2 separate regions of the Triticum aestivum genome follow, and region 1 is linked to region 2. A link is a contact called in public Hi-C data. All regions are on one chromosome and are shown on one strand. Each heading gives the region's core, a stretch centred on a gene start, on an enhancer-like site or on the middle of the called end of the contact. The rest is flanking DNA. Distances are from core to core; before and after follow the strand shown.

The links. Hi-C and Micro-C count contacts between places; a contact is called where the count stands out from the background.
Region 1: a contact with region 2 is called in a Hi-C map of leaf, with 5 times the contacts expected there. The contact joins the promoter of LOC100136974 here to the enhancer-like site in region 2. A contact is called at or near these places in 2 of 5 Hi-C or Micro-C datasets (both in leaf).

Annotation. Positions count from the first base shown.
Region 1 is chr7D:589,293,608-589,301,038 of IWGSC CS RefSeq v2.1, forward strand. It overlaps LOC100136974 (serine/threonine-protein kinase STY13), which reads left to right and starts at 1,875. Exons shown (of 3, transcript XM_044586215.1): 1 at 1,875-2,074; 2 at 2,595-3,604; 3 at 3,686-4,548. The coding sequence starts at 2,667. The coding sequence ends at 4,025.
Region 2 is chr7D:589,120,706-589,128,115 of IWGSC CS RefSeq v2.1, forward strand. No RefSeq gene overlaps it. Among protein-coding and RNA genes, the nearest start is that of LOC123163812, 4.2 kb to the left of the region's middle. Within about 2 kb of position 5,741, at least 6 of the 8 cell types and tissues checked have an H3K27ac peak or open chromatin away from gene starts, as enhancers often do. A contact at or near this core is called in leaf, where this site is marked.

The DNA of each region.
Region 1 (7,431 bases), core at 625-3,124, 170 kb after region 2:
CTCAATTCATATTTAGATATCAACCGCCTTGTTCATCATTTTGAAAGAGCCGTGAAAGTGAAAAGAGACACTAATATAAATCCAGAGTACGAGTGTAGGAAGAGTCTACCTAGAATCAAAATCCCCACTCCAATGTTGCAACAAGTCAGTAGTCTTTATACTCCTGCTACATTTGAAGCTACAAACCGAATATGGGATGTCAATGGCAGCATGTGCTCATATACTACCCGGAGACAATGAATACATGATTAAGATTGGAAGGCGTGTTGATGGGAAATATGCAACATTTGAAGAAGAATACAAAGTTGTTGGAGACAATCACCAACAAACGGCTTCATGTAGTTGTGGGCAGTTCGAGACAGTAGGAATTGTGTGTGCTCATGCTTTGAAAGTTCTTGATTTAATGAATATCAAGTTGTTTTCCTCAAGGGATGTCAAGCCCTGACTTCTCTCCGTAATGTTAGAGGATCCGGCTCCCTCGGCAGGGACAGGACTGCTGGACGATGGTCTCTACCGATGCGGGATTAGCAGGCCTTGCTTTTTTTTTGTTTGAGCACAAGCATGCCTTGATTAATTGGGTGGTGTAGATTTACGCGGGCCGGGCTGTCGATGGTGTCACAGGCCCGGCTGCTCGGCCCAGGAACAACGGAGGTGTTAGGTAACTGACGAAGTTCCGTTCATATCCAGAGTCTGTCTATTTCTTCAGATACCGCTTCATGAATTAGGCCGCCCCCTCGCTCCGTATTGTTTGGATGTTGCTCAATGTATGAGATCTTATCTCTACTGTTTACCATCCAGTTGTCGTTATTGTGGTTACCTTCACTTACCTGTCTGGGTTAATTCCCGCCTATATAAACATCGGGTTGTGGCTAGGTTGCGTTTTATGCTTTTCATTCCCCATTTCAGCCGAAAGGCTAGAGCATAGACAGATTCAATTACCTACTATAATTGACGGCCCTCTTGATTTCAATTGGATCTGACAAATTGGTAAGCAGAGCCGATGTTGGTCGGCGGCGATGTTCGATTCGGTGGTTCCCCTCCGTGGAGAGGTAAAATCACACCCAAATTCCACCCTCTTTTCGGCGGCGGTGACACTTGACCCGTGGTGGCGACGACCGGGTCACGATGGCGTCGGTGGAGAAGATCGGATTCATGGTGGCGCTGGTGGCGGCGACCGGGTCACGATGGCGTTGGTGGAGAAGATCAGATTCATGGTGGCGCTGGTGGCATCGATTATTCGGGTGCAGACCAGCAAGGAAGCTCTATGCAACATCAGCGGCGACAGGAAATGAACGGAGGGTCTGATTACCGGGACAACGGCAATGAAATTCTTGATTAGAAAAGGAAGGTATGGCCTGTTGCTAGTAAATTATCTTGCATGTTTCAAGATGTTTGTCATGTAACTTGTAAAATTTTGGTAGTGTGATCCCTCGACGGCACGTCGCATCTACCTGTGCCTCTTGTCATGATGGTCCTTGTGTTTTCTAGCTAGGTTGTGCCTTCTTCTGGACACCCTTTTTTTTTCTTTCTCATTTTTACCCCTGTTACATGTACGGTTTTTGGTCCCGGTTTTTCTCATAAACGGGGTCAACTTGCTCACGTTATTAACCCGATTCTCTTATAAACTGACATGTTTTTCTTTAAAAGAGATCAGATCCAGATGGAGAGCTCTCCCCCGGTGACTGTTAAAAAAATTGAAGCCACGGACTGTACTGCGAAATTAAACTGCAGCAGAGGCGGGCCGTCGACGGGCCAGCTGCCCGGCCCAGGAGCGGAGGCCGGGCCGAGATGGGCCGTCGAACTCTCTCTCACATTATCCTCGCTCGCACCGAGACGACGGTGAAAAAAAGAAAGAGAAGAAAAAGGGAGAGCGAGGCCGACGGGGAATCCATCCCACAGTGAGCTGTTCTTCTCTCTCTCTTTCTCCCCTCCACTCCCGACTTCCCTTCCCTTCCGAGTCGTCGCCTCGCAGGCAGGCACAGCACGCCAATCCGCCCCCGGATTCCCCCCGCCGTCCGGCCGCCCCCGCCGCTCCCCTCCCCCTCCTCCGGCCGCCGCCCCGCTCCCGGCCGAGGTACGTCCGCCGCGCCCAGTCCGCCCAATTTCACCGCCTGCTGTGCTAGGGTTGCGCTTACTATTTCCTTCTCGTCGGCCGCCGCCGCTCCGCTCATCCGTCCGTCGGCCGGCCGGCGAGAGAGGCTGGCCTAGTTTTTGAGGCTCGGTCGCCACTCCCGCCTGCTTGATTTTGGAGGCGATTGGCGGTCTCGGCAGGGGGGAGGGCCGAGTTGCCATTTTTTGGGCGAGCCCCCCTGCTTTTAACCTCTGTGGGTTAGTTTTGGTTGGTTTAGGGGTGAATGCGTAGGTAGGGAAGCTTCGGTGCCACGCCTTGCATCGGTCGCGTGGGTGAAGCTCAATTTGGTCTGTGTCAACATAGGTTAAATTTGCTGCTGCTGCTGGATGGATTTTGGGGCCTGCTATCCATACTCCACAGCCGTGCAATGGGCCAGATTTACCTTGTCCTGTGTAGGTTAGGTTATATGTGTTGCACATTTAGATATAGGCAGTAATATACTCTGTCCTGGTTATATATGCAGGGACCATTTCATTGCTGGAGAACAGATCATTTTCAGAAACCCTGCCATCGGTGTGTGTTGCATCTTTGAAAGATGATTGAGGGGGCAAGGTTCCACAATATGCTGGGCGGCGCTGGCATCGGTGGCGGCAGGGGGAAGCTGGAGAACGAGAGCAACGGCTTCTACGACATGCCGTATTACCACAAGGTCGGGGAGAGCTCCCACATGTCGGTGGACAGCACGGACAACATGAACTCGATGAACTATGTCGGCGGCTCGGTCGCCATGTCGGTGGATAACAGCAGCGTGGCCTCCAACGAGTCCCGCACCGTCATGCTCAACCACCCGGGCCTCCGTGACGTTCCCACACCGAACTATTCGGTTTGCAACAGCGTCATCTATCCCAACAAGGCTGCTGCCTCTGTTCTCAAGGAGGATGCGTTGGCTCGGGTTTTGATGGACCCCACTCATCCGACGGAGATACTCACTAACTATGAGGCGTGGACCATTGATCTGGGGAAGCTGGACATGGGGGCTCCTTTTGCTCAGGGGGCCTTTGGGAAGCTGTATCGGGGAACATACAATGGGGAAGATGTTGCCATTAAGCTGCTGGAGAAGCCTGAGAATGACCTAGAGAGAGCACAGTTGATGGAACAGCAGTTTGTGCAAGAAGTTATGATGCTTTCCACGTTGAGGCACCCAAATATCGTAAGGTTCATCGGGGCATGCAGGAAGTCGATTGTTTGGTGTATCATTACTGAATATGCAAAAGGTGGCTCTGTCAGGCAGTTCCTTGCCCGAAGGCAGACCAAGTCTGTGCCCCTGAGATTGGCAGTGAAACAAGCGCTTGATGTTGCCAGAGGAATGGCATATGTGCATGCCCTGGGATTTATTCACAGGGATCTGAAGTCAGATAATCTTCTAATTTCAGCAGACAAATCCATCAAGATTGCAGACTTTGGAGTTGCTCGAATTGAGGTAAAAACCGAGGGAATGACTCCAGAGACAGGAACCTACCGCTGGATGGCACCGTAAGTCAATTGCATCCACTACCGATGTTTTTTTTGTGTGCAAATGTCTCTCAGATATGCTGATGTCTTTTGCCTTAACAGGGAGATGATCCAGCACAGGCCTTATGATCATAAGGTCGACGTGTATAGCTTTGGGATTGTGCTGTGGGAGCTCATGACCGGCATGCTCCCCTTCACAAACATGACAGCGGTTCAGGCGGCTTTTGCTGTGGTGAACAAGAACGCTCGTCCTGCGATCCCACAAGATTGCCTGCCCGCTCTAAGCCATATCATGACCCGTTGCTGGGATGCAAACCCTGAAGTCCGCCCATCATTCAACGAGGTCGTGACCATGCTCGAGGCTGCTGAAACGGACGTTGTCAGCAATGTCCGTAAGGCACGGTTCCGCTGCTGCATCTCCGAGCCCATGACCACCGACTGAGACTAGTGCCAGGATACAGAGTACCAGAAAATGAAAAATGGGAAGAAGAACGAGGATGGGAAAGGAGGCGACGCAATCTCGATGTACAGACCACACTGATACACCTGGGCGTTGCGTGTGCCTGCCTATCCGAAGGTCTGATGGCTGCCCTGGGGTAAGCTAGGTTCTTCATTGCTGCTTTCTACTATCTTGTCTTGGTTGCATGGGTTGGAGTGATTGTTTGCCAAAATATGGATGATGCTACCTTGTATGTTTTCTGTTTTCTTGGAAGGATGCTATCTGGTATGTTAACAAGGAGCTATGGTATGTATTCTCCACAAGCAAAGAGCTATCTTTGTCTTGTGTTGATAGCGGCTGCATATTCTGAGGTTCCTTCTAGCTGTTGTGTAAATCTGTGTCCATTGCCCGAAGCGTCGGCCTATTAGTGGTCACTATCTCCTGGTTTTTGTTGATTTGAGAATTGAGATGACTGTGTGTACTGCCATTCTTTCACCTCCAAATGCAGTTCATATTGTTCTCATCAGATTCTTCTTCTTTCTGGATCAAGTATTGTCTATGTCAAAAGCTCAAAGCGGAAATGTATGTGCTTGCTTGCTCTGTTGCTCATAATGTACCGTTGGTTGGATTGATATTTCTGCCTTCTTCATTTCAGATTGAAGGTATGCTCGAACTGAATTTTTTGATCGTCCTCAATTTTTCTCCTGAACATACCATCAACCAGATGATCAAAATTCGCTCTTAATGTTTGAGTGACTCCTCTTGACAATACACATTGAAGGTAGTATGTTCAAGAGAAATACTGAGCAGCTGTCAAGTGGGGGTGGGGTTGAAGGTTGATAGCCATGCCATTTTGGACTTAAAGGGGACATTAACCATTAGCAAACGAGGGAAGGAGAACATGTCATGGTCTTCATTTCAGAGCAACTTAGGTGGTAGGCATAACAACAGAAGTTGAGAGAGCTTCCTCTCCGCCATGAGCATCTATGGCATGCCAAGCCCCAGTAAGGCTCTCAATTTGCATCAACATAAGGTCACAAACCATACAATCTTTTCATCAAAATAAAACCTATGGTCCATCGTGAGAGTCCCAGTAAGGTTCTCAATTTCTCTGAACACATATATCAAAATCCAAAATAAACCTTGTTCACCGGTGTTCGACTCTGTTTGTATGTCGCATAACAGAGTGTTTGTGTATGGTTTGACTTTTCTTAGCCTTTATTGCATCTATTTTGTACGAGAAATTTGAGAAAGAAAAACAGATTTATTTTGCCTTTGGCAGAGTAACCAGTGTTCGCCGCAAAGCGCTCTTTCGTTTTACACACGCATTTCACTGTAGCTTCGTGACATCCTTAAGGATGTCAGAGCATCCGCTCTCCTCCCGCTTTTATATAGGGAGTAAAAGTTCGCGCCATCGTCAAGCAAAATTACGTTTCCTGTTTCTGCACAAAGCACGCAGAGAAGGGGGTACGGCCGGCGATTCTCAGCAGAGCAAGACAGCCGCCGGGAGCGCACATGTCGAAGCGGCCATGGTCGTCCGGCCACCCCTCCGCTCTCCCGCCGGCCAAGCGGCGGCAGCAGCAGCAGCATCTCTACGTGCTGCTGGACGACTGGGAGAGGGGCTGCAGCATTTACAGGTTCGGCGAGGACGACCTCGACGCCGACGCCGACGACGATGCCGACGAAGGCTGCCTGGACGGCACGCCACCGATCGCCCGCCTCGAGGCGCGGCACCCGCTCCCGTGGGCCTTCGCCGCGCACGGCACCAAGATCCTGGCGGTGCGCGCCGCCGAGGGCAGCCCGGCGATCCCCGGGTTCGACACCCGCACGATGGCGGTGGTGGCGTGCCCGCTCCCCGAGGCGAACCGCGGCATGACCTGCAAGCCCTTCTACGCATCGGCCGCCGGCGACAGGCTCTTCGTCATGGCCTACCGGTATATCGAGGAGCTCGGCCCGCAGCCGCCGCCCGACGACGACCGGCCCCCGCCCGCCTGGTCCTGGTCCGGGATCGACGACGCGGCCCCGCCCTTCTGCCCCAAGTACGTCACCTGCCAGGCGCGGCACCCGGACGGGCGCACCGTGTTCGCGTCGGTCATGGGGTGGCGGCCCGGCGGTGCGCAGATACGCCAGCGGAGCACCTACTCGTTCGACGCGGACCGCCGCGGGTTCCGCTACCACGGCGAGTGGCTGCTGCCGTTCCGCGGGGAGGCGCACTACGACGGCCAGCTGGACGCGTGGGTCGGGCTCGCCGACGAGGCGCCCGGGCACGTCGCGTCGTGCGACGTGCCGTCGAGGCGGGCCGAGCCCGCCGGCGAGGCCAGCGAGGGGCCGGACTGGAAGCTCGGCGAGGAGAGGCTGTTCGACTTCGACTTCGAGTCGACGGGGCACCTCGGGGCCACGCTGGTGTACATGGGAGGAGGCAGCAGGTACTGCCTGATTGAGTGCTGCGCGCTGAGGGGTGACGACGACGGCGACGACCCGCGCTGCCGCCGCCGGGTGGTGCAGATGACCACCTTCGCTCTCAAGTACGGCAAGAAGGGGGAGCTCCGGATCGTCGGCCGTGGGGGTCGCGCTTCCATGGCGTACACGGTGGCCCATGACATGAATCCGCCGACACTGAGCCCTACCGCGTTCTGGATGTAACTTCGATGACTAGGTGTATTATATAGCTACAATAAACCCCACGGACATAATTAACCTGCGGATTGGAACTTCCTCGGTGATGTGTTCCCTTCGTTAAACGATGAAACACATACTCGAACTTGTTTAAGTTTGGTCAGTTTCTTTTATAAAAATCTGTTACAATTTATAAGAGCATCTCCAACAGCTGCGCGCCGTTCGCCTGGTTTTGCGCGGCCGCCAGCGCTGGCTCCAACAGCCGCGCTAAAATGCAGCGCGCGCCGGGGCATTGCATATGGCATTTTGGACACAAAATGGATTTGAAAGCATTCAAAATGCAATGAACATGACATATAAAATTTCACACAAACAAGTTGATGAATAAAAGTTCATGCCCACAAGTTTATCCAACCAAGTTCAAAATGCAAACCAAGTTCAAGACATAAACGAAAGACACATCAATCCTCGTCCTCGTCTTCGTCCTAATCTTCGGAAGACGATTCTGCCTCCTCCGAAGATGATTCTTCCTCCATCTCCTCATCGCGCACCGCATCACGTGAAGCTCCGACGGTGTTGGCAAGATCTTCAACGGCATCTTCATGAGAATGTGTGTGAGGAGGCACATCGAAAGACATTCCGCCCATGGCGGCCGGAGGTGCACCCATGCCTCCCATGAGAGAAGCAAAACTCATGCCTCCCACGACGGTCATAGCGTCGGGGGGTGCTCCAAAGCCACCCATGCCTCCCATGGCACCTAAACCGCCCACGGAACCTCCGAAGCCACCCATGC
Region 2 (7,410 bases), core at 4,491-6,990:
GTGCCAGAAGACGTGGCATTGCCATTGAGTAAGCCGGAGTACGTGGTGTTCGGAAAGAAAGAAAAAAAGTTACTACCTGACTCGCCATTCTGGTGTATACTTGTTGCTTGTTGCACTACAGTGATTTTGCCACTAGGATATGGTTGGGACCAGTGGTAGAGCGGAGCTTGGGCTAAAATCATTGGGGAGGATAAAATCACTACATGTTGATTGCGCTGGAAAAATGGTCTAATACAAAGATATATACACAAGTTTTTCTTTAAAGCTGGGGGCCACCGCCCGGGTGGGCCCCATGAAGCTCCGCCATTGGTTTGGGTTTTCCTATGCTCCTGGTGCGTGTAAATATTTCAAGCATCACTCACTTTTCTTAGGAACCTCCGAGCAACTCCAATGGGACGACCCAAACGAACGGCACATTTGTCCGCTTTTTATCCGTTTGAGTTGGCCGCCCGCCCGGCGTCCGCCCAGTTTTGCATTTGCGTCGGCAATGCGCCCAACGCGTCGACTCATTTCACGTCCGCATTCAATTTTTAAATAAAAAAGGCCCGCGGCCGATCATGCCAGCGGCTATGTCTCATGTCGGCACCATGCCAGCACCGGCATACAATGCCGGCTTCAGAAAATACCACAGTTCATGCTGGCGCACTCACCAACCGGCCGGCACACATGCCAGCACACAAAAAATGGTGGGACTTGAGTTCAACCACGCCATCGCGGCTCCCGTGGTCATGCCGGCACACCTGCCGGCATAAAAAAAGATGGCCCTCGATGCCATAGATCACTCGTCGTCGAACTTGAGCATGTCGGCCTGCATCTTCTCGAACCACGGCCTCTTCCTTGGCGACAAGGTGTTGAGATCCACCTTCATGATTTCCACCCCGGTCATCATGCTTGCAAGAGCCACTTCTTTCGCCTTTGTCTTGGCGTTGGCAGCCTCGATCTCTAGCATCTTGGCTTGCTTCTCCGTCTCGAGCTCGAACATCTTGGCTTGCTTCTCAGCGTCAAGATCAAGCCTCCTCCTTTGGATCTCCATGAAAGCATCCATTTGCTCCGCCTTGAAACGTCGGCGCTCCTCCTCCCTTGAGTCCTTCTTATTCATCATGCCGTCCACGCTTGCGATCAAGGCGTTGGTGGCCGCATCTCGCTTGTCCTCCTTCTTGGAGTTGGTCTTCCCCCGCGGCCGTGCCGGCTCGCCCTCCCCAACATCCTCCACGGCGCCCTTCCCCCCACGTGCCTTGAGTGCGGCATATTGTGCCTTGAACTTCTCTTCGTCCTTGATGACCCGATAGCAATGGGAGAGGTTGAAGCGCTTGCCATTGTGTTGAACCTTGAATGCCTCCAAAGCTTGAAATGCCTACAAAATGTTTCCATGCAAGCATATGGGCAAGTGGTAGCAAATGAAGACGTAAAAGAATGCTCTTTATGGCACAAAAGAGGGCAGCTTGCTTGCTATCATACCATGTCTTGCACGCCGATGCCGCTCAAGGGGCGGGCCTTGACGCTCTCAAGGGTGGCGCAAAACTTGTTGCACTCTTGTTGGATCACCCTCCACCGCTTGGAAATGGAGACCCACCCGCGCGTGCTCACAAATTGGTAAGGTGGAAACTTCTTGCGCTCATGAAACTCGCGGTGCACACGAGTCCAAAAGGTTGAATGCTTTTGCTCGGCGCCCGTCTTTGGGTCTTGTCCAATGTCTCGCCAACACTCGCAAAGAAGCTTGTCCTCGGGCAGCTGTGTACGCCTTCGTGCGCTTGCTCTTGCGCTTCGGCTTAGGACCGGCGGTTTGGTTGGCGAGCTCGTCCTCGAACAAAGGCTCCACTTCGATGTCGCACTCGTCCTCTTCCTCTAGCCCATAGTCCTCCGGGAACTCGTGGTCGAGGGGGAAGCCGTCCAGGTCGATGCCGACCTGATCACGCATGAAGGCCGCCTGATCGGGATCATAGCCAGTGGTCGGCGTGAACGCCCCGCGGCCGTCCTGGCTTTGTGTCTCGTCGGGATCTTAGCCAACGCCTGGCGCACCACCCTCGAAGATGAGGTTTTGCATGTAGTCCTCGTCGACGGCGGACGGCATTTCCTCGAACAGGTTACGGGCGTCTAGGAGCCCGCTGGCCGGCGTCTGTCGCGCGTGTTTCCTCGTGCCGCCGGACGACGAGCCACCGACCACCGGGGTGGCGCTGAGGTCGATGGGCGCGGGCGCGGGCGTGGAAGGCGCGGCCACGCTCACGTCGGGTGAGCACTCCCTGGAGAGGCAGGAGGCCTGCGGGTAGACGTGGAAGCCGGGGACCGGGTTGCAAGTCGACGCGTTGGGTGAGTCGGGCAGCACCATCCGAGGAAACGCCGACGAGCCGGTGCTGGCCGCAGCGACGGCGGCTTGGAGGACGCTGTGCTGGCTAGGGTTTACCCCTAGCATGTAGAGCGCCTCCCTCGTTGCTGCGGCGACGCGGGCGTTGGTGAACTCCTGCTGCGCGGCGGCGACGGCGGCGGCCTGCGTGGCGGCCTCATCTCTCGCGTCCGCGGCGTGCCTCCGGCCCTTCCTCTTGGCCGACTCCCTTGCCCGCTGTTCGGGCGTCAGCGCCTTCTTCGACTTGGTCGCGGCGGCGGTCTTGCGCGGGGCACGAGGCTTGCCTTTCCCGGAGGGGGCGACGGCGCCGGACGAGGCGAGGCCGGTAGCGGCGTCGAGGTCGAGGTCGATGGCGAACTCCATGGCTGGTTGGGGGGCGGGGACACGCGCGGGCGGGAGCGTTTTTGGGGAAAATGGGGGGAATGTTGGTGGCTGCCACCGACTGGCGGGCCCGGGGAGAGGAGTAGGCGCGCGCGCGCGTCCGTCTCGCGTCCGCGCCGACGCAAATCCGTCTCAAAATTGGGCCTGGAATGGGTCGCCAGCGGACGAAAAACGGATGCGCGTCCGTTTGGGTCGGCGCGTTGGGCCGCCACTTTTGTCCGCGCCGACCCAAACGGACGCGGGCGGACGAAATGGGTCGCCCCATTGGAGTTGCTCTCATTGCCTTGCCACCGACCTGCCGCACGGCGCCACGCGGTTTCGCTTGTCGCCACTCTCCGGACTCCACCCACGCAGCCCCGGCGGGCCCGGGGGGTGGACGGCTCCGGTCATTCTTTCCTGCGCTCGGACGGTCTTTTTTTTGCGGGAAAAGGGGAAATTTCTATTAACTCAAGGAGGCAAGTCAGCTAATACCATGATAACAATATTGCTTAAGCCTGAGCCCAGCCAAACTGCAGTACGAGGAGTACTTCTACCATATGCAGCGAGCTCATGACTAACTTTATTTTGCGAACGACTAATAGCATTAATAGAAATCTCCCTAGGGTCATCAGTGACCATCCTCTTGATCTCCTCAACGAGTACATGAAATTTCGACCTGTCAACCCACGTGGCCTTTATCATTTTGACGGCTTCGATACTATCCATCTCGATTGCAATAGGGAGCTTAGTCCGGTGTAGTGCAAGCTCAAGGCCCTCCCTACAAGCCGCTAGTTCAGCATGGAGACTATTGTCGCAGGTACGAATCTCCCTACAAGCAGTGAATATAATTTCGCCGCGATCCGAGCGGAGAACCAAGCCTCCTCCTGCAGCTCATGTAGCATGTACATAGCTGCCATCTACGTTCAATTTCGTACTTTGGCCCTATTTGGTTCATAAGTCCTATGACTTTTTCTAGTCCCAACTAAAAAGTCTCTAGTCCCTAAATAGTCCCTCCCTGTTTGTTTTCAGGGACTAAAAAGTCCCTAGTCCCTCACTAGAGGTTATTAAATGACCATGTTACCCCTAATATATAGAAAAATAACAACCAAACAACACCATGGGACGGCGGGGCAATGGGTGCAGGGAGAGGCATTGTTGGAAAAGTCCCAAAAAAGACTCTCCTTGAGAGTCTTCTTTATTTAGTCCCAAAAAGCAACTTTTAGTCCCTACTAGTCCCTCCTGTTTGGTTAAAAAGTCTCTAAGAGAGACTTTTTCTAATCCCTACACCAAAAAGTCCCTGGAAACAAACACCCCCCAAACCGCCGCTGCAGCGGCAGCAACAACGCGCAGCAATTGGGGCTCAGAGGGTTTTTCTAAAAGAAATTGCTTTGCTTGCTTTTGTGTATGGTTGATTGTGGTTAGTGCGCATGATTAGAGAGAGAGGGATTATTGGACAGTGACAGTGGATTGGTCTTTGTGATGCTGCTAGGTGGATGCCAATGGGAGTAAACTTTTTTGTTAGCGAAAAATAACTAACTACACGGAGGATCTTTCGGTAACTAGTACTAATATCAGTGTTTAAGAACGTCTTACTTTTGGGGGCAGGCTCCAGCTTTTGGCTGTGGTTCCACGGCTGCTCTGAGATAGTAGTTGTTTGTTTCAGCTCCATTTTTTCCCAGACCAAAACTGAAACAAAAAAAAGGCCTCATTCGGTGAAGGTGATGGTAAAACCTTGCAGGTAAGCAGTCGGCGAAGAACCCCTGATGAGACACCGTCGCCGCAATAAGAGATAGCATCGCCATTGAGAAAGCCAAGGACAGCTTCTTCTTCTTCTTTTTTGCGAGAAACTCCCAATCTATTCATCTTCAATCATGACAGTACAAAGAATAACAGAAGTAATAAAAATTACAACCATGTTGGTCGCTAGGTGGTCCATGGACATGATTGTAATTTTTATTACTTCCGTTGTTCTCTATACTATCATGATTAAAGATGCATTATCTTCAAAAAAATGATTAAAGATGCATAGATTGAAAGTTTCTCGAGAAAAAAAAGAGACACCGCTGAGCTCGCCATTTCGGTCCATGGTTGTTACACTATGGCGATGTGCCCCCTGGCATCATCATAATTAAACATATGGAAGACTTGAGGGCTGGATGTCGCGAGCCAAAATTAGCCGAAACCGAGCACGGCCATCCCATCTTTATGACAAACCGCGTTGCCATGATGAAAGTGACCACACGACGGATGTGAGACAAGAAAAGAAGACGGGGAATTGAAGAGGCGGTGCGTGTTTAGGCTGGTTGCTTGCAACACGGGGTATGCATATACTAGGTAGCTACAGTAGGTTGTTGTGGTTGGACATGGACCTAACCTACCCCGAAGAGGTCGAGGAGGAGCACAACGAAGGCATCATCGATGGATCCCCTCGACAAGTTGCAAAACAAGGGGCAGACATGCCCCTAATTCCAGGTGCCCTCCTGATGAATCAATCAGGTCTGCACGACACGAGCCACCCACCGGCCCGCCAAACTGAACTGCGAGCAGAATCGATGTCAAGTGTTGCCTAATTAAATCGGCAACTAACCAACGTGATTGGTATGCCTCATCATTCATTCATGCGTGCGAAAATCCGAACAAAATCCAAGACCGCACATGGCCCTTGGAGGGCGACGCGTAACGATCGACGAGCAGGGCGGGGCGGGAAGGGCCGCCTCCCTGCCGCGATCTCTGTTGCCTGTCTATCTGCCCAGGTTCGTTAGGATCGGAAGGTTCGGCTCGATGGACGGACGGATGACTGATCGGCAACAGCTCGGAGTTTGTGTGGTCTTGTCCACGTTGTCATGCGTCCAGCTTCGGCCGAAACAAAGACGGCGACACGCATCGCGTCGTAGGTAGCCTGGCTGGCAGCGTCGCGCTCATGCGCAGCAGGCATCATTACCGTTTACCAAAGATGGACGGGAGTGCAGTGAGCTGGGCTGGCCATGGTTGACTCGGGGGTGCACTGCACGGGCCGGAGCGGGTCCGCGGGGGGAGACGGAGAAAAATTTGCGCCGTGCGAGTCGGACCCCTCTGCTTCGCCACCGACCCGCGCGTCCACACCAGCCACACGGCGCAGAGGCGCCACGCGGTTTCGCTTGTCGCCACTCTCCTCCTCCTCCACCCACGCGCGGCCCGCCCGGGGGAGGGGATGGACGGCGTCTTGCGCTCGGTCTTTGGTGGCCGTGGGAGGGAAAACGGAGCCATCTGCGGCGCGGGACGCCCTTGCCAGCCAGCCAGCCAGCACGGGCGGGCGGGCGTAGACCGCGGACGCGTTTCTCTGGCTCGCTGGCTGATTGGTCGTCCGGTCGCGTGCCCGGGGGTGCGTGCGTGCGTGCGCCGGTCTCTGCACGCACGTATGGGCCACTCCAGCCTCCAGCCTCCAGCCTGAAGCTGACCCGGTCAGGATCGATGCATCGTCGTGTACCCAAACCGCCAGCTCATTTTTCCTTTTTGCGAGATTTGATGCATGTTTGAAACAGATAGCTGGTATTGCCGAAAAAATGCCATAGAACAAGATTTACATAACTAGTAAGTTTGCACGTCTCAACCAATGCTAATTTCTTTCTTTTTTCAGAAAAACTTTCAATCTATTCATCTTCAATCATGATAGTACAACGGACACTAGAAATAATAAAAATTACATCCAGAACTGTAGACCACCTAGTGACGACTACAAGCACTGAAGCGAGCCGAAGGCGCGCCGCTGTCATCGCCCCTCCCTCGCCAGAGCCGGGCAAACATTGTTGTAGTAGATAGTCGGGAAGTCGTCGTGCTAAGGCCCCATGGAACCAACGCACCAGAACAGCAACCACCGCAGATGAAGAGTGTAGATCAAAAGGATCCAACCTGAAGACACACGAACGAAGACGAACGATGAACAGATCCGAGCAAATCCACCAAAGATAGATCCGCCGGAGACACACCTCCACACGCCCACCGATGATGCTACACACATCACCGGAACGGGGACTAGACGGGGAAACCTTTATTCCATCTTCACATAGCCACCGCCGTCTCGCCTTCCTGAGCAGGACACAAACCCTAACAAAGCTTAAAAAAAGATATGAAAGCGGAGCCCTCCCACCGGCAAGGGCCGAGATCCACTCCGCCTCCATGGCCCTAAGGCCACCGGAGATGGGATGGACCGGCGCCGGCGCCGGTGGAAGGCAAAGAACCCTAGTTTTGGGGAGGCGGCGGCCGGCTAACCAATGCTAATTTCAACAAATAGTCCAGCAATGAATGACATCCGCGTAAGCAAACCATGACAAACAAGCACTCAAAGATACAAAGAAATACGCTTAAAGAGCTTGAGGATGAACATAACCACCACAAATGGTTCGCTATCATCATGTAAGTTGAGCGAAATTCGAAGAACGCGACACATGAATTTCTATCTGCACAGCTCGTCTCTGAATTGGACTTTCATGTTTCTTGCTATCTTTCTCACAACATGCTTGGCTTCAAAAAAAACACACAGCTAAAGTAGCCTGCAGAAAGAGCTAAAACAAAGAAGATTTGCACATGATAAAGGTAAGAAGAAGAAAGAAACAAGAAAAACCAGGGGTATCCCTCGCGCCAAGCAGCCCTAAAGGCCTTAACCTTGTCCCTAATCAGGGAGAAAACCACATTAGCCGATGCCTCTTTTTGCTTCAAAAGTTCTCTTGTTG